2 separate regions of the Salmo salar genome follow, and region 2 is linked to region 1. A link is a contact called in public Hi-C data. All regions are on one chromosome and are shown on one strand. Each heading gives the region's core, a stretch centred on a gene start, on an enhancer-like site or on the middle of the called end of the contact. The rest is flanking DNA. Distances are from core to core; before and after follow the strand shown.

Region 1 (7,084 bases), core at 1,196-3,695:
CCATTAGGACCTGATGGAGGGACAATAGAGCCCTGAGTACCAGGCCATCAGGACCCGATGATCGTTAGCCAGTTGGGTACTACCGAAGCATGTCAAGAGTGCATATGAGAAGATTACCGCAACTCAACAGTCACATGGAATTTACTGCGGTCATGACTCATGACTGCCGGTGTGGCAGTAATACAGTCACCCCAACAGCCCTAGGTAGGATTTGGAGAATGTTTCAGTGGCAGAAGTTGACTCCTACAGGCACATAATGAAACTGCAACATATGACAAAACAGAGAGAGTGTGGTATGAGAGTATGGTGATGCATTACCCTTAGAAGTTGGTGAGTATGCTTGAGTGTGTGTCTGCTTCTGTGCATGTAACGTTACTAACCCCCTGCAGTGGGTCCACAGTGGTGTGCTTGTCTCCTGTGGTCAAGTGTTTGGAGAAGAAGCTGTCTGGTACAGGGGTGAGTTTCTCATAGCGCGGGTTCCTCTGGCGCTTGTTCCTGGCATCGCCAACCTCCGGGATACTCAGCCACTCCTCATCTGACATTCCTGACAGCTTCCTCTACACACAGAGACCAAGAGCCAGAGAGAGAGAAAGGGAGAGAGAATGAAGAGTAGAATAGACGTATTGCTTTCAATGTCATTATCCATTAAGAGACGGAAAATGTGTCTTTGGCAGATTTAAAAGGCAGGACTGCTCGGAGACAGTACAGGAGAGTTGACTCTGTTGCCATGAGAACACAGTGCCTAACCTTGAGGTCAGAGAACTGCTGCTGGATCTTGGGGCGCTCCATACGGTACTTCTCTATCTCATCCTTCTCCCTCAGCTCCCTGGGGACCACACAGGACAGACTGGGTTAACACAACAGAGCAGTAACACACACACACACACCCACCCACCCTCAAGAGCAGTAACCCACACTAATAAATACATGGAAGTCTCTTCTCTCACCTCCTCTCCTTGCGTCGTTCGTCCATCCTCTTGTCCAGAGCTGCGTAGATGGCGTCTGCCTCCTCGTCGTCTTTCTCATAGGGTCCACTGGAGAACAGACTGCCAGCATAGCCGTTAAACTGAGACAAAGTGGACAGAGGCAGATGTTACAATACGTTGTGAGCTGAGCTGAGCTTTGCCTGAACTTGTTCTTGGGTGTCATGTATAAACAAGCACCTCATCATAGTTGGTGTCATTCAGATCCTCTTCGTCGTCTTCCTGGTTCTTCTTCATCTTGTCCCCCACCGTCCTCTGCCCCGGGGGAGCATGGCGGTCATCCACCGGGTCGTTGGCATCTCGAGCGGGACCGATATCAGACCGGGTGGTGAAACCTGTGGCTCTGGAGACAGAAGAGGTGGAGATAGATGGAGAGATTCAACCACAGACTAGAACATTATTCTTCAATCTAGCCAGCAGATCTGACCCGCTTGCTTACAGCTGCACTAGGGTCAGACAGGCTTCCTGTGTAGATTATTACACAGCAGAGCTGGCGTGAGAGATGGCTTGGAAAACATACCTCAATCCAGGGATGAGAAATGTCATGTTCATCAAATTGTCCCATTATCCCAACTGTTACACTGAGAAGATTAAACAACTGCTAAAAAAAACTACCAGTTGTAACAGTTCAGTTGGGATAATGGGGCAATTCAGAGTATAACTAATTTCTCATCCCTGTATTGAGATATTTTCCGAGCCATATCTCGGGTTGGCTCAGCTGTGTCTTAAACTACAATGGAAGTCTGTCTGACCCTATTGCAGTTGTAAGTAAGCTGGTCGGATCTGCTGGCTATCTTCTGCTCCTGGAGACAACAGCCTCTGTAGTTTTTGTTTCAGTCTGGTTCTGGAGTGTTTACATAGGTAGATAGCGAGCCAAACATTGCATTGGTGCACAAGTAGTTACTAACGTTACTTAATAACAAGAAGGAAGGAATTTTAGACGTATTGCATCTTAACACTATTAGCAAGATTTAGGTACAAGTACTTGATTGCCAGCCAAATTCAAGATTGTTTTCCAGTCAAAGGTAGCTTAGTTACTGTAGCTAGCTAGCTATGAGGCTAAGCTAACTAACATCATGCCTGCTTACCCTCTGCCGAGTCCAGGCACATAGCCTAGCGGCGCAGCCATCCCAAGGAAGGGCTTTTTCTTCTTGCCCATGAGCGGCGAGGACATGGGCATTGGCGGGGGCTCGGCATTACGCCCGCCACCCCGGCCACCTCCAGAGCCTCTACCAGAATTCTGCCCGCCGCCCCCAAAGCCTCTACCATCATTCTGCCCGCGGCCACCGGATCCTCTACCGAAATTCTGTCCACCGCCCCTGGAGCCTCTACCATCATTTTGATTTCTGTTATTATAGTTTCCATCTCTGCTAGCCATCGTAGCTAGTTATACCGACAACGCGGTTCACTCACTAAGGTATAATAAGAACGAGTTCACTTCCGGAATAATCTTCTTCGTGTGATCTCCCGGCAGACTGGAACTTTTGGAAATAATAACATACGCACTTCCTTTTACAATCATGGCATTGGTCTGCAGCAGCGCCCCCTGTGGCGCACCACAACTACTACTGCCAGGCTCTACCAGCAGAGTGCAGCAGACTACAGGAAAATGTGCAGGCTAGGAGAATCATTGCACATATCCCAGACATGGCAACTGGAATTTGTAGTCTAAATGGTTTATTAAGTCTACCTGTAACTACAGGGAATAAATATGCATTGGTTTCGGGTCATGTATTTGATCAGCACATAGTTGAGTGAATCTGCTAGCCCTCATCAACATAAGCTCATTAGGCTACCTCAGCATATCTGGTTTGACAGCCAGGTCATTTTGAGTCTGCATTTCACCATTATTGACATAATGAAAGTCGACACTGTCCTATTTCTTGAGAGAACCAATTTAAAAACACAGCTGATTGGCCGACACATTTTAAACAGTGTTTTAAAATTAATTGGCATACATTTTGACAGAGATGCATTATCTAATATATATCAAACCAGTCTAACATGGACACTAAAGCCTTCTTGGGCGGTCCATTGTCAATCACAGGATGGGCTCACTGCGATAAATGTAATTACAACCTAATATGACGTTTCTGTGCTGTCTGTCTTGTGATGAAGTACCTCCGCCTATGCATCAATTTGATTCCATCACCTTTAACTTTAGCCATCTACAGCCAAGGCCTCAGCATGTTCATTTCTCTTCATTTAATTTGCCTCCAGGGCAGACATTATTCCACTTCTGGGAGAAGATTCTGTGATGAAAATGGGCTGTCAGCTGCATTAGAGGATGTATGGATTCAAGAGCCCAGAACCATTTTATAGATCCAAAGAGCCGCAAAACTTCACAGACCTGGTTTAATTTTTGTATTTAACCTTTGTTTTAACTAGAAAAGTCAGTTAAGAACAAATTCCTATTTACAATGACAGCCTAAACCAGCCAAACCCGGGCCTATTGTGCACCGCCCTTTGGTACTCCCAATCATGGCCGGTTGTGATACAGCCTGGATTCGTACCAGGGTGTCTGTAGTACGCCTCTAGCACTGAGATGCAGTGCCTTAGACCGCTGTGCCACTCGGGAGCCCCATTACTGAAAGCCGGGAGCCAGGAGCTGAGAGCCGGGAGCCCCAGTTAACCATTGCCGATGTGTACGGAGATAGTTGATATTGAGTTGATAGTATATTCTTCATACAAAATTATGATAGATTGTCTAACTGAATATGTTTAACTTTTCCCCAAAGTAGAACGCTATCATCCCCAGAGTGTGTAGACTACTGTTCCAGCCCAGTATTAACGTACCTGATTCAACTGATCATCATGTTCTTGACTAGAATCAGGTGTGATAGTACTCGGTTGGACCAAAACCTTGCAGTCAATGTGGATCCCCCAACGTACAGTGTTGTATAATACTGGAAGTAGATATTCTCCTCCTCATATGCTCCTCTGTCTGTCTGTCTGTCTGTCTGTCTATCTGTCTGTCTGTCTGTCTGTGTCTGTCTGTCTGTCTGTGATCCAGCGATCCAGGTCCGTGTCATTAGAGGGAAACCACCCGTCAGTAATGCTGATTGAGGTTAATTATCAAGAAAACCCTGCATGTCAAACCCATGTCCACATCTAATCCCCTGGTTACTGTTCTGAATGCATTCAATCACCTTTGTTTGAGGTCAGCCTTGGCAGATGCAGATATGGGTCAATGCCAGATGAAATCAGTGGATGAGCAGTGAGTCACAATAAAAGGTATTTTTGGAACTTCCATCATCTTATTTTTTCTATCGTGTTGTAGGATATTTGTGGTAAACAAGCTACATCTCTCTGCTGACACGCACAGACACAAACATGCATGGAGGAGAAAACGAGAACACCATGTCACACACACACGCACACACACACGCACGCACGCACGCACGCACGCACACACACACACACACAGAGAGTCTAGCATGGCGGTGGCCCTGGTAGCCAGCAGAGATAATGGATGTTGTCTCCCTTTGATGGATTACAGGCAATATTCACACTGGGCTAAATGGTAAAGCTACCGCTTACAAGGAACAAGACAGTGACATGGACAAAATAAAGCCCGTACGACCTCCGATGAGACATCAAACATACTAAATGACAATATACACTGGCCGGACAAAATATTAAATATTAATCCTAATATTGAGTTGCACCCCCTTTTGCCCTCAGAACAGCCTCAATTTGCCGGGGCACGGACTCTTCAACGTGTCGAAAGCGTTCGAAAGGGATGCTGGCTCATGTTGACTACAATGTTTGGGTGGTGGACCATTCTTGATAAACACAGGAAACTGTTCAGCATGAAAAACCCAGCAGCGGTGCAGTTCTTGACACAAACCGGTGCGCCTGGTACCTGCTACCATACCCGTTCAAAGGCACTTAAATCTTTTGTCTTGCCCGTTCACCCTCTGAATGGCACACATACACAATCCATGTCTCAATTGTCTCATGGCTTAAAAATCCTTCTTTAACCTGGCTCCTCCCCTTCATCTGCACTGATTGAAGTGGATTTAACAAGTGACATCAATAAGGGATCATAGAGTTCACCTGGATTCACCTGGCCAGTCTATGTCATGGAAAGAGCAGGTGTTCCTAATGTTTTGTACACTCAGTGTAGGAGAAAGGTGGAATCCTATTACAACGGCTCTGACGCTTGTCGCATGTTGCAGGGCTTGCAGACGATAATGGATTACAGAGGGAAACCTAGTCATAAAATGCCCAGTGATGCATAACTTCCAAATGAACTAAATGCCTTTTATGCTTGCTTCGAGGAATACAACACTGAGTCTTGCGTGAAAGCCCCTTTGTTCCAGATGACTGTGTGATCTCAGTGATCACACAGTCTTAACACTCACACAGGTTAACAGTCGCAAGGACACCTGGCCAGATGGAATACCAGGATGCGTTCGCAATATATACTAGACCAGCTGGCATGTGTCTTCACGGACATCTTCAATCTCTCCTTGTCCCAGTCTGTAATCCCAACATGTTTCAAATTGACCACCATTGTCCCGGTTCCCAAGAACTCGAACTAAATGACTATTGCCTTGTAACATTCACATCTGTAATTATTAAGTGAAAGGCTGGTCATGACACACATCAACACCATCATCCCAGACATTCTGGACCCACTCCAATTCACATACCATCCCAACAGATCCAGAGATGCTGTAATCTCAATTGCACTTCACACTGCCCTCTCCCACCTGGACAGGAGGGGAGATAACTGTGTGAGAATGCTGTTCATAGACTACAGCTCAGAGTTCAACATAATAGTCCCCTCCAAGCTCATCACCAAGATGGGGACCCTGGGACTGAACACCTCCCTCTGCGACTTCCTGGGTGGTGAGGGTAAGCAACAACACCTGCTTGCTGACCATCAACACGGGGGCCCCAAAGGGGTTAGTCTCTGACTGTACTCCTTCTTTACCCACGACTGCGTGGCCACGCAGGACTCCAACACCATCATCAAGTTTGCTGACGACACAACGGTGGTCGGCCTGATCACCACAGCGATGAGACAGCCTACAAATATAATAAAATAAAATAAAATGTTATTTGTCACATGCGCCAAATACAACTTGCACGGTGAAATGCTTACTTACAAGTCCTTAACCAACAATGCAGTTCAAGAAATAGAGTTAATAAAATATTTACGAAATAAAATAAAGTTAAAAAGAAGAAAATCGAATCAATCAAAAAGTAACACAATAAATAACGAGGCCATATACAGGGGGTACCGGTGCCGAGTCAATGTGGAGGCTATATACAGGGGGTACCGGTGCCGAGTCAATGTGGAGGCTATATACAGGGGGTACCGGTGCCGAGTCAATGTGGAGGCTATATACAGAGGGTACTGGTACTGAGTCAATGTGGAGGCTATATACAGGGGGTACCGGTGCCGAGTCAATGTGGAGGCTATATACAGGGGGTACCGGTACAGAGTCAATGTGGAGGCTATATACAGAGGGTACTGGTACTGAGTCAATGTGGAGGCTATATACAGGGGGTACCGGTACAGAGTAAATGTGAAGGCTATATACAGGGGTTACCGGTACCGAGTCAATGTGGATGCTATATACAGGGGGTACCGGTACAGGGTCAATGTGGAGGCTATATACAGGGGGTACCGGTACAGGGTCAATGTGGAGGCTATATACAGGGGGTACCGGTACAGCGTCAACGTGGAGTCTATATACAGGGGGTACCGGTACCGAGTCAATTTGGAGGCTATATACAGGGGGTACCGGTACAGAGTCAATGTGGAGGCTATATACAGAGGGTACTGGTACCGAGTCAATGTGGAGGCTATATACAGGTGGTACCAGTACTGAGTCAATGTGGAGGCTATATACAGGGGTACCGGTACAGAGTCAATGTGGAGCCTATATACAGGGGGTACCGGTACTGAGTCAATGTGGAGGCTATATACAGGGGGTACCGGTACAGGGTCAATGTGGAGGCTATATACAGGGGGTACCGGTACAGGGTCAACGTGGAGTCTATATACAGGTGGTACCGGTACCGAGTCAATGTGGAGGCTATATACAGGGGGTACCGGTACAGAGTAAATGTGGAGGCTATATACA
Region 2 (7,084 bases), core at 3,213-5,712, 180 kb after region 1:
GACCGGTTTGGCGGTGGGTCAGTCATGGTGTGGGGTGGCATTTCTTTGGGGGGCCGCACAGCGCTCCATGTGCTCGCCAGAGGTAGCCTGACTGCCATTAGGTACCGAGATGAGATCCTCAGACCCCTTGTGAGACCAAATGCTGGTGCGGTTGGCCCTGGGTTCCTCCTAATGCAAGACAATGCTAGACCTCATGTGGCTGGAGTGTGTCAGCAGTTCCTGCAAGAGGAAGGCATTGATGCTATGGACTGGCCCGCCCGTTCCCCAGACCTGAATCCAATTGAGCACATCTGGGACATCATGTCTCGCTCCATCCACCAATGCCACGTTGCACCACAGACTGTCCAGGAGTTGGCGGATGCTTTAGTCCAGGTCTGGGAGGAGATCCCTCAGGAGACCATCCACCACCTCATCAGGAGCATGCCCAGGCATTGTAGGGAGGTCATACAGGCACGTGGAGGCCACACACACTACTGAGCCTCATTTTGACTTGTTTTAAGGACATTACATCAAAGTTGGAACAGCCTGTAGTGTGGTTTTCCACTTTAATTTTGAGTGTGACTCCAAATCCAGACCTCCATGGGTTGATAAATTGGATTTCCATTGATTATTTTTGTGTGATTTTGTTGTCAACACATTCAACTATGTAAAGAAAAAAGTATTTAATAAGATTATTTATTTCATTCAGATTTAGGATGTGTTGTTTAAGTGTTCCCTTTATTTTTTTGAGCAGTATATATCTCTTCTATCTCTCACTCTCTTTTAACTCTTATCTCTTCTAACTCTCTCTTTTAACTCTCCTTCTAACTCTCACTTTTATCTCTATCTTTTAATTCTCTATCTTTTTTAACTCTCTCTCTATTTTAACTCTCTCTCTTAACTCTCTCTCATTTAACTCTCTCTCTTAACTCTCTTTTAATTCAATCTCTTCTTACTCTCTCTCTTAGCTCTCTTTTTAACTCATCTCTTCTAACTCTCTTTTAACTCTCTCTTTTAACTCTCTCTCTTAACTCGATCTCTTCTAACTCTCTCTTTTATCTCTCCTTCTAACTCTCTCTTTTAACTCTCTCTCTTAATTCTCTATTTTATCTCTCTCTCTTAACGCTCTCGCTCTCATTTAACTCTCTCTTTTAACTCTCTCTTCTTACTCTCTCTCTCATTTAACTCTCTCTCTTAACTCTCGCTTTTAACTCTCTCTCTTAACTCTCTCTCTCATTTAACTCTCTCTCTTAGCTCTCTTTTTTAACTCTTATCTCTTCTTACTCTCTCTCTTAGCTCTCTTTTTTAACTCTTATCTCTTCTAACTCTCTCTCTTTTAACTCTCTCTCTCTTAACTCTCTCTTAACTCTCTCTCTTTTAACTCTATCTTCTTACTCTCTCTCTTAGCTCTCTTTTTAACTATATCTCTTCTAACTCTCGCTTCTAACTATCTTTTAACTCTCTCTTTTAACTCTTTATTTTAACTCTCTCTCACTCTTGCTCTGCCTCTGTGTTTCTCTCTCCGCCTCTCTCTACCTTTGTAGATCTGTCTCTCCTTATCTCGCTCTATCTGCCGCTCCCTTTATCTTTCTTGATCTTCCTCTCCCTCTATCTTCCTCTCCCTCTCTGTTTTTATCTTTCTCTGCAACTGGCTTCACACTGTCTATGGTGATATAGACCATTATTGAAGAAAGTCGGGGCAGTTGGCTAGGACAACCAATTAGATGGCCGTTATTTCATTTTCCTCTATTTTCACTTCTCCTTTCTGTGGTAACGGTCTGGTGAGGTCTCTCTCTATTCCTCTTTCTGCCCCTGTTCTGTTGTCTGGTGCCCTAGAGAGAGATGTTTACACAGAAAAGAGAAGGATAGTGTGGTAGAGGGAAAATGGATAGAATAGAGAGATATACAAAAGGACTGGAATAGATGGAGATGAAAAGAGAGAAAACAGGATGGACAAAAACATTTCAATGAGAAACAGAGGAAGTGAGGGAGGGAGAGAGGAAAAATCAGAGATGGAGAGGGAGGGAGGACGTCACACCTGTCCAAACGAAGCGTGTCTGGCACCTTGCACCTGCGCCCTCACCTGTCACTCAGTGGCTGAGTCATGTTAGTGAATACTAAGCAGTTTCTCCTGTCACCATCCTGCCTCGCTGGCTGTCTGGCTTACTGCTGGGAGACAATTACTGGGTGATACCAAGCATCTCCCTGCCTAATTACATGTAAATCATTATCATATGGATGGTTCTATGGTAAACAGGTCCTGTCAGCTGTGTGATGTCTCATTATGGGTGGAGAGGTAGAGGTGATAGAGCGTATAGCTGTGGAGCAGGCAGTTAGGGAGAGAGGACTCTAAGTGTTTATAACCTCAGCTTATGTGTTCATTTCTCAACCTATCTCTTTCTTATTCCATCCTTTCTTATTTGTCTCTCTCTCTCTCCTCAGATATAAATGAGCTTAGTGGTGCCCAAGGAGGTCTGGAGGTCTGTGTTTCTTAAACAGTGGCTTCAAAATCATGGCTGCTATTCTTTAATCCCACAACACGTTCTCACTTCTCTTTCTGCCTCTGTCACGCAGAAGGCAGATTGTCCATTTGAAACCTCACTGATTGACGCCACATGCGGCGTAGAACACGGTTTCCCTCTAGTTGCCAATGGTAGTACAGGTTGGCCACCTGACAGCTTTTAGTAGCTATTAACCAGGCTTGTGCCTGGTCAGCAGAGAAAGAGAGGAGTAAATCACTGTAAGGGATTTATGGTCTGTCAACCAGGATCCTGCAATAACCATTCAGTTAGGTTCCATTAAAACACAGAGCAGGGGAACAGTAGGACGTAGCTCCATACACTGGGGTAGTACTGTTGCTCCGAGGAATTTACTGACTGCCATAACTTATAGTATGTCAACCTGTGGTGTAATATTTTGTAAGAGAGGAAGAAGATTGATGGGCAGGGTCAACCCTCCCCATTTATTTGAGATTGAGTCCTGCGGATTTCTCCTAACGTGTCTGTAGGATATACTCATCCGGGGTCATTTGTTGCCACTTCAATCCCCAAAGATAATTTTTTTTTGTCTTCTCTGCTATATTCTAATGGAAAACACCATCAATGTGTTTATCTCAAACGGCAAACCGAGATCCTACCCCAGCACTTTGAAATAGTATTTAAAAACTAGGTACCAGGGTACTTTCAGTGACTGGCGACTAGGCCTACTCAGTGGACAGCCATCACCAAGGACACATGTTCTCCAGTGGTCATATGACAATGTGGACTACTATATTTCAGTGTTACGGGACCCAATAGTGAGGCAACACTTCCATCTACTGGATATCTAATGTATGAACATTTCATGTGAGGGGTAGATACATGTTTTTAAAAATAATAATCTTGGAGCAAATTAGAGAATCTAGTAGAAATTGAATGTAGCTCCCCAGTGTAAAGCTCTAATGCAACTGCAATGGATGAATGGCAGGTGAAAGGGCGGCAGGTTTTGGTCATGTTATCTTTCCCTCTACAAACCATTTCTAATCAGTTGAGTGGAAGGCTGCGTTTACACAGGCAGCCAAATTCTGATATTATTTTTCCACTAATTGATCTTTTGACCAATCACATCAGATCTTTTCACAAAAGACCAATTAGTTAAAAAAAATATATCTGAATTGGGCCGAGAAACAGAGAAACAGAGAAGGAATTTAAAATATATATATATATATATATATATTTTAGTGAAGGAAGTGCGATTAAAGAAATTAAAACTGCATCCTTAATCTTTCCCTCCTTGACATAACAGATCTAATGTAATTGGACAAGTGAAAGCAAGGGCACCGCCATATAGCTTTCACTGTCCAGTCATGTCTCATCAGTAACTACTTCAGAGTGGTCGAAAGGAAGGATACATTTTATATACTGTACCCTGCTTGGGCCCTGACGTTGCCAGGCCCTAAAATGACTATGTCCTGCCCTCTTCTGGGGGTTTAGGGGAACAGCCAGTGTACATGGTTTACGTCATTGTTTCTGATGATTTCCACTTATAACAAATATTAGGTCATGCTGACTGGCACCAATCACATCTGAGAGTCTCCTCTGGTTGTGTGAGCCCACTGTAAGTGGCTAAGATTCAGTGCCTGCATGAGTGAGGGCCACGTGTTATACATATCATGTCAGAGTATAATGGAGAACATTTAGCTGCTCTTGCAGAAGCTTGCTGATTTAGTAATAGCAATAATAATAATTCATTAGTGGGCAAAATAAGAGAAACTTTCAAAGCAAGTGACCTTGGTTTTCGAAATTGCAATAGCCTTGGAATAAAATGACAGATCAGCAATGCCCAACCATAACAGTCTACATCATCTAACAACCTATTTAACATCCCATATTAAATCGATTGATCCGTTTCTGATAGAGCAGATTAGGTAGCCTATAGTCGATTCTACTCTGCCCCAGCGTCACTATGCAAGTTTCAATTGTTATAGCCTACGAGCGGACCATTTTTTGGACTGCCATGGACTGGCATGATACCGACGAAACAGCACAACGACAATTTACAATCTAAGGCTGTGCGCAGTTGACTCCCTGAATATTAACGATAAAGGCCGAATGATAATTTAGTAGCCTAACATTACCAGATTAAAACGTTTAGCGAGGCTGGTTTTAAGAATTGATCCTAACCCTTTTTCGTCATGACCGCACGGCGTTACGTCGGATGAGCCACATCAAACCGTCAGTTTGGTATCGATACAAAATCGGGTTTATTAGTCAAAAACCCCGAATATTATTTGCGCGATAAAAATAATAATAACGCGAGAGTTTGCAAGTTGCCAGAAGACTGTAGTTGCAGCTGTCAAAGGAAGAGTGGATACGCGCATGACTCAACACACATTACTGTAGCCTATTACTGTACACGGCCGCGAAGATAATTTCCGTATAAAACCCCGAAATAATCCCGAGGTAAGGAACCGCAGACTGCACCGAAAGCGACCGAGGTCGAATCTTTTAATTCCTTTTTTCCTCTGGTTCATTTTCTTTTACTCTAACCAACTCGCTTGCAGCTGTTGAAAATTACTGCACTAAACATATTTTTGTGACTCCCTTTAGCTCCAGCCATTGCAAGGATTTTTTTTTTTACTCCTCCTTCATATTAAAGTCGCCATTTTGCTTCACTGCCTATATAAAACCTTGTTGTATTTGAATGTTTTCTTCAAGGAGTCGGAGACGTTTCTATCTTTCCTGCGTGTCTCCTGATATTCATATTCCTTGAGTTTTCCAACGAGACGATTGAGATTAAAGAAGTGCCTCGTGGTTGCCATATTAATGCACGAAAGGGGAAAAAGTGGAGGCTGGAAATAAGGTGAACGTCTTTAGGATTTTAATTGGCATCTCCTTTCCCCCCCTCCTCCTCCCTCTTCCTCATCTTCTTCATCTCCCCTCATCTTTCCTCGGATTGAAAACGGGGACTAGGCGCGTGGCTAACGACCGTGACGACTGTCAGTCCGTCTCCATCGAAGCCCCCGACCAGACCCGCTTGCAACAGCAGGTGTGATGGCCATGTAAGACCGGGAAAGGCGCATATACCGCGCGAGGTGTAGCCCTACCGCCTGACCCCCACGTGGGTGACCCGGGCCACCCGGCGGCTCGTGTTGGGTGACTCCCGACATTGCAGGTAGGTGTGGCCTTCTAGAATCCCATGTCCCTATTATTAATCAACAGCACTGTAAACATTGTAGCCAGCAGCATTTGAATGCACCAATGTAGCAATCGAAACAGTCCACAAACAATGTTGCTGCAATGTAACCATCTTCAAGTAGAGGAGACAGAAGCAAGTCAAACTGCTGTTGCAGCCTATGTGACCTAGGAGGTGAATAGGGCATGTTGTCTGTGCAGCCTTCAAACATCTAAGTGTTTTTGTGTGTACGTGGTCAGTTCTCTTTCACTTTGCAGTTGTTTCTGGGGTTCAGCTTTGGTTTCAGCCAGCTGTATGATGTATTGATTTATAACTGTCATGACTAGGTTAGTAGACTATCACATGTATGCCATACTGCTACAGTAGCAGGATAATAGCCTATAGCTGTAATGTAGCAGTAGCAGTGTTGTAGTATGACAGTAATAAAGTGGTATTACTTAACTCAGAACCTGTGTGTGTGTGTGTGTGTGTGTGTGTGTGTGTGTGTGTGTGTGTGTGTGTGTGTGTGTGTGTGTGTGTGTGTGTGTGTGTGTGACTTATCTCCATGTCAGTCCTAACAGTGCCTTGACTGTGTGTGGAAGTTGTGCATTCACTGCTCTGGGTGTACAGTAAGCTACTGTGAATATAGAATAGAATAAAATAGAATTTAGTTGAATTAAAAACTGTATTGCGAATCAGAAATCAACCATGGTACATCAATCAGCAAATCAATAAAAATGAATTTGTTTTAGTGTCAACAATGTTATAGACATGACAATGAGGGCAAGTCACAATAGGGACACAATAGACAGTCTACATATATCAGTAGAGAACGGCTCATTATAATGGCTGGAATGGAGTCAATGAAATGGTATCAAACACATGGAAACCACGTCTTTTATGGGTTTTTTGTACCATTCCGATGACTCCCTTATTATGAGCCGTCCTCCCCTCAGCAGCCTCCACTGACATATAATGTATGTATATCTTAGCACAGTGAATGTGCATAATGTCTGTCTGGCTCTCTGGCCTATTTTATGAGTCTTGTATCACACCCTGATCCCTGCTTCTCTAGCAATATGGATCTACCCATATCTTTACAGAGGAAGAAGTGAAACCTGGGTTCAGCTACATACCTCCCTTGCCTTGTAATGCACATGGTCCAGGGTGTGTGTGTGTGTGTGTGTGTGTGTGTGTGTGTGTGTGTGTGTGTGTGTGTGTGTGTGTGTGTGTGTGTGTGTGTGTGCGTGCATGTCCAACTAGCTCTCACAGTCTCACGTCACAATTAGATGTTCATCCATGTTGCTCAAACGTCAAGGTTCAAAGTGTTTAAGGTTAGACATTAACTCCGAATTTTTAAGGTTAGGGTTAAGTTTAGGCATTAACCGAATGGTGAAGGTAAGGGTTAAGGTTTGGGATAGGTTTAAAACCAACATCTTTGTCGCTGGATTGA

Evidence for each region. Hi-C and Micro-C count contacts between places; a contact is called where the count stands out from the background.
Region 2: a Hi-C map of muscle shows a contact between it and region 1, with 14 times the contacts expected there. The contact joins the promoter of LOC106566583 here to the promoter of prpf6 in region 1. A contact is called at or near these places in 2 of 3 Hi-C or Micro-C datasets (gill and muscle).

Annotation. Positions count from the first base shown.
Region 1 is chrssa13:19,079,267-19,086,350 of Ssal_v3.1, forward strand. It overlaps prpf6 (PRP6 pre-mRNA processing factor 6 homolog (S. cerevisiae)), which reads right to left and starts at 2,446. Exons shown (of 21, transcript XM_014134697.2): 1 at 2,072-2,446; 2 at 1,164-1,326; 3 at 948-1,066; 4 at 748-826; 5 at 381-557. The coding sequence starts at 2,361.
Region 2 is chrssa13:19,255,274-19,262,357 of Ssal_v3.1, forward strand. It overlaps LOC106566583 (zinc finger protein 512B), which reads left to right and starts at 4,463. Exons shown (of 19, transcript XM_014134719.2): 1 at 4,463-4,919; 2 at 5,175-5,319; 3 at 5,430-5,631.